2 separate regions of the Mus musculus genome follow, and region 1 is linked to region 2. The links are chromatin contacts, called in public promoter capture Hi-C maps. All regions are on one chromosome and are shown on one strand. The core of a region is the stretch at or near the end of the contact, and the rest is flanking DNA. Distances in the headings are between cores, read along the strand shown.

Region 1 (4,784 bases), core at 1,297-3,796, 220 kb before region 2:
ACTGAACTACCCCCAAAGAGAGAGGAACACAGGTGTGGTGGTATTAGCTTACTTCCTTATCCCTCCTGTTTCTGTGATTATCATTTCTGTTCAAAAATCTTTTTTCTTTTGCATCTTGATTTAAAAGGGGGGGGGGAGGAAACAGAGTATGTGTGTATCTCATAAATACAATGGAAACCTGTCAAATCTGTACTTAGTTGGAAAAAAAACAGTAAAAAGAAAACTGCTGTGGTAAAGATTTGTTCTGTTTGTGGCTGTATATATATTTTTTTTTCCCCAATTTTCTTTCCATTTCCACCTCAGTAGCCAGTATCCTGTCTGTTCTCCATGTCTGTTGTCTGTCACATCATTTGTTTGCCTGACTGATTTTAAGCGCTTCTCTAGATTGAAAGTGGGCTGGTCAGAGAGGGGTGACTTATGGGGGTGTGGGGCTTGCCCTGACTGATCCTTAGGGACAGCCTCTTAGTTTGTTTAAATGTGTTTTCACTTAGAAACCCCTGAACAGTACCAGTTTTGAGTATAAGTCGCAAACTGGTACTGAACCAAGTTCTCACATCCTGCCAATCATGCAGGATGCTGCAGAAATTTCTCCAAGTGACAGCCCACATCCCACATACTCAGAGGCTAAAACCAAGTAACTCAAGTTAAGTAATAATTTTAAAAATAGACAGAGGCTTCATTTATGACTTTCATTAATTCACAGCTTCCCATGTAGTCAAAAATCAGAGCTACATCATCCTCTCAAAAGAGGCAGAGCTGTGCACACCCTTCAGTGACTCGAGACCAAATGTTAGGAGCAAGTCTAGAGCCTTGCCCATCTGCATCCTTGGTTAGGTTTATTCCTTCGTTTGGGGATCTTCCCGCTTTACACTTCCCCTGATACAACCCGAGGAGGCTATCAACACAGGGAAGCGGTCTTTCTCGATACCTTGGATGAGACTGGATGTTTTCTCCTGGTCTGTAGCCACGCTCTAGTGCCTGTGTGGCGTATTCTGAGACCTCATCTCATAAAGCAAGAGACAGTTTCTCACAGTTTTGTTCCGGATTTTCCAATGGTATTCTCCCATCAGATGGACAGAAGGACAGACTACAGTCTTGCTTACCATGAAGGAAATGGGGCTGGACTATGGTAGTTTTATTTTCAATCTGGTTTTCTGTATCATACCAGGCTAATGCTGAGAACACTGTTCTGACATATATGCTGTCCTTGAGCAACCCAAACAGCAGACTGGGATACTTGAGGCATGGTGTTATAGAATTAATCTCCCAAATCCAAACAGTGATGAAACATGTGACCCTTGCTTAAGGATTTCGGAATAATTTGGAGTTGTGGAGGACAGGACAGAGTGTAGGGAGAACTGAGACGGATGCCACTTTCCTTTGCAAAGCTAATTGGGTGCCTCAGGGTAGTGGCAGCTCTGCTGCACCTCCCCAGTGTTAGAACCTCTGTGGTATCCTCGCTCAACCCAAGCCTGCCTGCACAAAGGCCAGATCATAAGTTAAGAGGAGCCAGTAATGCAGCGGATAAGCTCCGAGGCCTGATTTTGAGTATCTCACAGTGTGGTCTGTCGGCCTCGGTTGCAGTGTTTTCAAAAATAGGGAATCCCACTGTTACAAAAAGCAGAGATAATGAGCACAAATGCAGACGCTGTGGGGAGTTACTGAAAGTGAGAGGGATTCTTGGCAAGCCTACGACACAGAGACTCAAAGTCTCCGTCTAAGGGCTGATTTCCCAAGCACAGCATTCAGAAGCAGGGAGTGTCTTCCAGGCTTCCATCTTCTCAACTAATTTTATCAAGTTTTAGGCATGAATTTCAGAGTAAATGAGAATCTATGCCTTCCTAATTCATAACGTGTGCAGCAGCTCACCATGATTACACTAATCCACTGTGATTGTTAGCCCCGCAAATAAAAGGACTTTATTGTTTCCTTGAAATCCACTTGAATTCTCACTTTCTTTCCTGAGACAAGGTAGTAATGCTATTTAATTGTCACTTTGAATGTGCTTTATTACTAATATGCTGACTATAAAAGCATTAAAGAAAAATATTTATAGCCCTTTTAAACTTTATTTTTATTATTATGATTTTTTTTATGTTCTAGTAATATGTTAAAAGTAAACAAAAGAATCCATTGAACAAATCTGGTCCCTTAAAATATAAAATAATTATAGAGGTTTAATTATTACTTTGATTCTAGTGTCAACGTACATCTTATATTTCACAGTCATATTTATATAAAAGCAATCCAAACTGCAAATTATCAGCCCCTTACTAATGTAGATAAGAGGCATTAAAGAAACAGAGCATGCATTTATTAATCTTATGAATTCATTATAAATAATTAATCACAAATCTCAAGGGTTTCATTCCACCGAATGCTTTTGTATTTTAGCTCTTTGTTCTAACCAAGGACTAGGAACTGAAACGAAAGCATTTTTTCAAAGGCAATTTATTATGTTGGATGAGGTTTTAATCTGAATTCTTGCTAAACTCCAGCTGTCGTAAAAGACAGACACTTTGTAAACAAGAATGAACAGGGAGCTTGTGAATAATTAGCAAAAGTTTTGGCTGAATTACAGTATCAAGAGAAAATGGCACTCGTTGTTCACAATGTAACTGATTACCAAATGAAATCCCCGAAGCCTTTCTTTTTCCTTTCTACATAGTTTTCCTGAAAGCTCCAAGAATGACTATAAATCAGGCAAGCTGAAGACTCCCCAACCTATTGTCAAACCTTTCAGTTTTAAGATAGCATTCTTAAAACCCACACATCCAGAGTTGCACAGCTGCTAATTAATGAATGTAAAGTCAACTTGGACTTGCACTTGGCTATGAGCGCCACTTAGGTGATGGTTGGGCATTAATACCAACACAGGTGTATTTTCTAGGAGAGAAATGTATTAGTTTTACACTCTTGAAAGAAATCAGAACATTTCCCCAAACTCAGTGTGCTAATCTTCTCGGTTAAAAGAAAAATACGTTATAAAAATACTAGGTTCAAAATGACTAAGATCTATAAGATCATAAAAAAACCCACAGGCCAGGTGGGAAGTCCCAAAGCGCTGAGACATTATCATGCCTCAACTCTGGCTATTCCTACAGTTAGATGATACTTGATACAAGCAATCCATCCTGAGACTGTGATCACATTGGATCACTTGGGACCATCTAGAAGTCCCTTCCTAGAACTCCATTCTTTTTTTTTTTTTTTTTTTCCTATTCTCTTTGCAAATCCCAAACACCAAATTTACTAGAAATGACTTGCTTTGGTGGCAATCTAATAAGCAGCACTGGGGAAGTATTTAACAGTCCCAAGCCAAAAAAAATGGTCAGCATGGAAGCAGGTGCTGATCATCAGGCACAAACGAAGTTAATTTTCTAACAGCAAATCAGCCAGAGTCATACTTTGGAAAACACTGTATACAAATGTTATAATCACACACTTTTCTCCTCTCCCACTCATAACTCTCTTTAAAATCATTATCTTATAACAATGGCCTTATTTTCCCTTGAAATTACCAAGCGTGAAAAGAGTGAGCTTTGTTATGTAACATAGGCAACCTGTCCTAATCGGAGATTAAAATAAGGAGACATAACTAATCATCAACATAATAAGATCCACTTGCTAGAGGTAGGCAATTATCCTTTATTTCACACTCCACAAAGACAAAGCTCTCCTATGAGACCCAAGCTGTCTCTGTAGCTCTCGTCTACTGTGGTGCAGAACGGCTCAGGACCGACACCAGATGTCCTGAATAGAACCAAGTGGAGAGAAACACATTACTCACATACTGTTGAAGAGCTCACGGTACGTTTCATCACCTTTGCCCTCCGACATCAGGCTGTCCAATTTGTCAATTAGCTTGGCCTCCACCTGAAATACACCCAAATATCACTCTCCTTCCTCCCACTTCCCATGCAAGATTTTTAGGCAAATTGGTATGTATTTCTTTATGCCAGGGGAAAGCCGTGATACACTTTGTCAAAGTGACATTGTCAGCCATGGTTAATAGCAAGCCTCCCTTTGGAATTCTAGGGGACTAATTTAGATGCAGTCAACATGACTTCATACTCCTGGCTAGCTAGCTTCTTCTGCTGCCAAGGACAGCATCTATCTATCTGGGATCCCAACATAAATGCTAGCAGCCCAATTTAAATGTTTCGGTTCTTCTTTTAGGGACTATAAAAACTGGCAAGTCCCATTTCTTTTTCTTTTTTTTTTTTTACATCACTATATCTGAGAACATCAGCAAACTAGCATGCCCAAATACATTAATTTAAATCTTAAATGTGCTTTTTATCTGTTTTCTTTCCTAAAACAGTTTGAGGTTGCACTAAATCTTTGCTGAAGTTGAGAATCCATCCTAGCCATGTACAGATGGTAGAGCCACAGAAATAGTCTAAGTCAGCAGTAAGCGGCAGGAGAGTGAAAGGACATATTTCCTGAAAACTGTAGTCAAAACATTTATATTTTCAAGGACATAAATTCTTTATAACTTGAATATCAGAAAGGGAAAAATTTCCCTTTATCTAAACGAGGCAAGAGAAAATGACAACCTTTAGCCAGTGTTAAAGCAATTTGGGCTTGAGACGAATATTCAACTTTGTCAAAGGACTGAGCCCAGTTATTTCTTTAAAGCAAATGTCAATCAGGAGATAAAGATAAGAGGGAAGGAAAGTGGGACCCCCTACCAAGCACAGTGTGTTCATAGCTTTTCACTCAGCCATTAGCTTTCTTAAAAATAAATGTATATACGAATAACAAGAGAAATGCCCACACTC
Region 2 (4,865 bases), core at 1,987-4,486:
CCCTATCCTAGCTCCTCCCCTCTATCCACACTGGAATAAGAAAAGAGTACACCACTCTCTGCTTAGGGCTGCTCTAATAATAGTAAAGGGGAAAATATACCATAGGTTTTTGACTTGGCCGCAGTAACAAGTAACAACTAGACAAGTTTCTAGTCTGGTTAGACTAGAAACTATAAAAACATTATTACAGCCAGGCGTGGTGGTGCACGCCTTTAATTCCAGCACTCGGGAGGCAGAGGCAGGTGGATTTCTGAATTTGAGGCCAGCCTGGTCTACAAAGTGAGTTCCAGGACAGCCAGGGCTACACAGAGAAACCCTGTCTCAACCCCTCCCCCCCAAAAAACCAAAAAACCAACCAACCAAACAAACAAACATTATTACTAGGTCTAAAGTGTATAATATAAAATACTTATACCAGTAAAACAGATAGGATGAAGTCTAAACCCTTAGAACCTCAGAGCATGACAGCTGATAGTAGAGTCTTTACACACATGATTACCTTGAAAGGAGGACCCACATTAAACCCAACTGATGTCTTTATGCAAAGGATAAATTTGGAGTCACAAAAGAGACACAAAATCAGGCCTCTAATGTGCGCCCACATTAAATTCCACTGGTGTCCTTACATAGTGAGTAAATTTGGAGACACAAAGGGACACAAGTGGTTTGTGTACAAAGATGGCAGACTGTCAGGGAACATAAAGAAAATACTGCTATCTGTAAGTGTATTGGAAAGGTGGTGGCACACCTTTAATCCCAGCACTCAGGAGCCAGAGGCAGGCAGATCTCTGTGAGTTTGAGGTCAGCCTGGTTAAAATAGAGCTCCAAGACAGTCAGAGCTGCATAGTGCATTTCTCCTTTCTTCTGCTCTGTGCATCCTGGCATAGCAGCATAAAGGGCTTCTTTGGATCTCTCGGATTTCATCCTGCCATCACCAGCCGGAGTACTTGAATAACTGGTAAGTGAACTTTGAATTCATCTGTATGCCCTTACCTTTCTAGCCACACTGCAGAGACTGACACTTTAAGTCCTGATTCATGCCATGAAATCTCTTTCCTGTGCTGTGAGAGTTAATCTTGATTGTCAACTTGGCAGGATTTAGAATCACCAAGAAAAAAACACCCCTTGGTGTGTGTATGAAGAGATCCTACCCAGAATCTTGGCACGCCGTTCAAAGTGCTGGATACTTTGACTAAATAAAATGGTAAAAATGAGCTGAGTACCACTGTTCATCTCTCTCTGCTCCCTGGCTATCAAGGCTATCAATGTGATCTGACTGGGTGCCTCAGGTTCACACTGCCATGTCAATGCCGTCTTCTGGAAGTTGTTTTAGTAAGGCATTTTATCAAACCAATAGGAAATAAACTGACAGGTTCATACTTCACACGCTTGGCTTTCTCACCCTAGAAACTGTGAAACTGTCTTTCTAAAAGAGACTAGACTTATTTTCCCTCAGTGCTATTCAAACTGATGATGAAAATTTTCATTATTTCTTAATACACAAAGGCTGTTTCTTTGTTGTTGGGTTTTGTCAGTCTTGTATTTTGTTGTTGATAGTGGTGGTAGGTTTGGTTGGTTGGTTGGTTGGGTTTTGTTTGTTTGTTTGTTTGTTTGTTTGAAGATCTAAAACTCAAACCCAGAGCAAGAAAGTAAACTACTATTGAGTGTTATACCCCAATACAATAATCACTCTTGATACTTCTTGCCTAGTAAAACATGAACTTTATGAGTCAGGACAACAGGTCCTCACTGTATTTTCAAAGTATAGCACAGTGTCTGGTTCACTGAGCACCCAACAAATAACTCATTAAGAAAGCTGGCCCTTAAAACCTATGCTACTACATGGCTCTCCACTGATTAGAGAGATGTCCTATGGAGCTGCAACCATAGGCTCCAGCCCAGAGGCTCTAATTTAATTGGCCTAGTATGACAGCACTTAAGCATACAGCTGGATTTAATCTCAGTAGACTAGACGACTTGCAAAGTTTATTTCAACACTAGCTCATCTGTCCCAATTGGTGAGCTCCAGTTTCAGTGTTAGACCTTATCTCAAAAATAAGGTGAAGAAAGGCACTTGGCATCAATCTCTCTGTCCTCTACACTCATAGAAACACATGTGCAAGTCCAACAACAGAAACACCCACATACATGGATGGTTCTGTCCTTGTAGAGAACCCCCCCCCCACTCATCGCTTTCTAGTAAACAAGCTAGCTATCTCCATGCAGTGGATTCATACCTGACGTCACAACCCTTCATGTACCTCTGTTGCAATAATTTCACCCAATGAACATTATTACAATGGTAATTGAAGATCAGTCACATTTACTTGGTGAAAAAAAAAAGTTGCTACTCCAAAATTCAAACTGGAAACTATTAGGATATCCACCCCTTACATCTTAATGGGGAATAACTCGTCAGGAGCCCGCAAGCCAATTCTATGTTGTTGACAGAGCAATAGAGGGCACCCTGAGCGGGTGACAGGACTGTGGCAATGAGTCTGCCATAGAGGTGTTCCCCGAGGTGCAACATAGGCTCAGTCTTGATAGATTACAAAATGTATTGAGAGAGAAAAGAAAGTCTTCTATATTCTCACTGGGTACTGAGAGGAAGGAAAAATGCACTGTATAAACGACAGGGCACAAGATGAGGGCTGCTGCCTATTTCAAAACAGCATGACTTGTAAGAAACGGGCAGAAATGAGCTTGCTGCCAGCTCTTCTAGAACTAATAGTCGTGACTTGCATCCATTTCCTCTGAGGGGGGAAAAAAAAACCTCCTCAGGGTGGGATAGGAGTACAAAGCATGTGGTATCACAGAAAGGCTACCACTTAAATAATCCCCAGGGAACTTTGTGGGGTTTGCCATGTCACTGCCTTGGAATAGGACAGCAAACACCTATGAGTATGAAGCCAGGCTGCTTGTTGTCATTAACAATCTTATCAGTTCATGGTGAGCACTATGTACCAACTTAAACTGGAGTGCAAGTACAGACTCACCCCTGCATCCTGGGTACTTTATGAGCAGTGCTCAGGCTCCTGTAGGATCCCAGTCCCAAGATCCTTTCCGTGTCACCCAGTAAGAAAGGGCTATGCTTGCTTCCTTTATCAACAAGTGATTCACTAGGGAATTGTTGCTTTGATGAGTTAGCACAAAAATAAGCAGCTGAAACAATGTAACACAACCGGAAAGAGGACTATTAATGAGTAATATCACTATGATGATTAACCAACTTCTATTCTCTGGCTTCTCCCCAAATGTGCCTCCTGCCGAGCAGTGAATTGCCTGACATTTAAAACATACTGCAGTACCTTCAGGAACAGTGACTAGCTGTGCTGAGCTACACGGCATTTGACATTAGCACTACCAGACAATGAATGAAAAAAAGTTTTCCCATCCTCAATATGTTTGTTCTGAGAAAAAGTTAGCCTTGGATATGTAACCTGAGTCAGTTATAAAAGCTCCACCCGTAGTCCATTTCTCCTTTAAACTCAGGCAACTGTAATTAAACATGCAATTTTTGCTTCAAGGGATACTCAGCCTAATGAGAGGAGTCATAGAGTGCTGTAATTAAAAGGCAGGACCTTACAGTAGGAATGATTTCATTGACTTTCAATTCTAACTCTCATTGGAAGATTTAGGGGGGAAAAAAAAAGTCTCCATCTGTCCTTGTGTGTGAAATGGAGAAAACGCCAGCTACCTCACACAGTTGCTGGGAGGACTGAATGGAGCGATGCCCACACAGTAGAGACTTTTTTGTTGGTGGTACCCCTGGCTGCTGCTGTTGTCAAAGGTGGCTGTGCAAACAGAAGCAGATGGACACCTGACACCAGCCATAGAGTAAGAGAAGCCAGTTCAGTGCTGTGTAGCAGAGAAAGGATGCGCACCTGGAAATGTTTAGCGGCATAGAAAGGAACAGCAAAGGGTGGAAGCAAGAGAGAGCTACCCCAGCTAAGCTGGGGGTAAATAGGTGGCTTTCTCTGGAAAGAGCTTCTGTCTGGTTAGTTTGTTAGTTGTTTTCTTTGTGTGTGGTTTTCTGTTGGAAACAAAGTCTCACTATGTAGCCCTGGATGTCCTGGAACTTGCTATGGAGACAAGACTCAGAGATCTGCCTGCATTGCCTCCTTAAGCACTGGAATAAAAGGTGTGTGCCATTTGATCTCAGTACACAGGAAGAAGGAAGGGACATCAGTATCTCAGAAGGAAGTGATGACACCAGTGACTGACAGACTTCTGAGGGAAAAGACTAAGAGTGTGTTTCAGTCACACTGACTTTTAGAATGGAGTAAAGTTGGCAGAACCCAAGGAGCTGAATGTATGGATTCCTCAGACAAAGACTGGAAGACTATCTGAAGTCACAGGCTGTCCTAACAGAGTTTTACTAAAATAAACAGCCAAAATGAAGACACATCAAGATCTTAAGCCCTAATTCACACCTGGAAATGAATAAAAAGAAAAAAACAAACAAACAAATAAGCAGTGTCAGAACAAAAAGTCAATGATTTGAGCTCTGTTAGCCCGCCCCGTATGCCTTCTAGCTACAAGATCCTGGAGGTTTATGAATTCATTCCCTAACAATGTAACAAATAACCAGTGTCTCCAAAGGACTAGACGGAAAGTGCATAAGGTAAACAGTAGCCATTCAAGTGCCCAAAGCCCGGCATCCACCCAACTACATCACCTTCTCTGAGAGCAAGAAAACTTTTCAGGCACAGGCTTATGGGAACAGCTGACAGCAAATGGCTCGCTGTACAGCATTCCTCATAACCATGTTGCAGGAGGGAAAGACAATGTGTTCTATATAACTTTTATTGTTTTGAAAATAAGAGCACTGGTTGCAATATGATTTGGACTTAACCACAGTCCAT

The links. Capture Hi-C pulls out chosen DNA fragments and counts their contacts.
Region 1: a promoter capture Hi-C map of liver shows a contact between it and region 2. The contact joins two enhancer-like sites. A contact is called at or near these places in 1 of 15 datasets of contacts at CTCF or cohesin (the NIH/3T3 cell line) and 1 of 9 other capture datasets (liver).

The regions. Positions count from the first base shown.
Region 1 is chr12:40,789,168-40,793,951 of GRCm38.p6, reverse strand. It overlaps Dock4 (dedicator of cytokinesis 4), which reads right to left. Exons shown (of 53, transcript NM_172803.2): 32 at 3,791-3,876. Among named protein-coding and RNA genes, the nearest start is that of Immp2l, 230 kb to the left of the region's middle. Within about 2 kb of position 2,546, at least 25 of the 459 cell types and tissues checked have an H3K27ac peak or open chromatin away from gene starts, as enhancers often do. A contact at or near this core is called in liver, where this site is marked.
Region 2 is chr12:40,567,557-40,572,421 of GRCm38.p6, reverse strand. The region is part of intron 1 of Dock4 (dedicator of cytokinesis 4); the gene reads right to left. Among named protein-coding and RNA genes, the nearest start is that of Dock4, 120 kb to the right of the region's middle. Within about 2 kb of position 3,236, at least 54 of the 459 cell types and tissues checked have an H3K27ac peak or open chromatin away from gene starts, as enhancers often do. A contact at or near this core is called in liver, where this site is marked.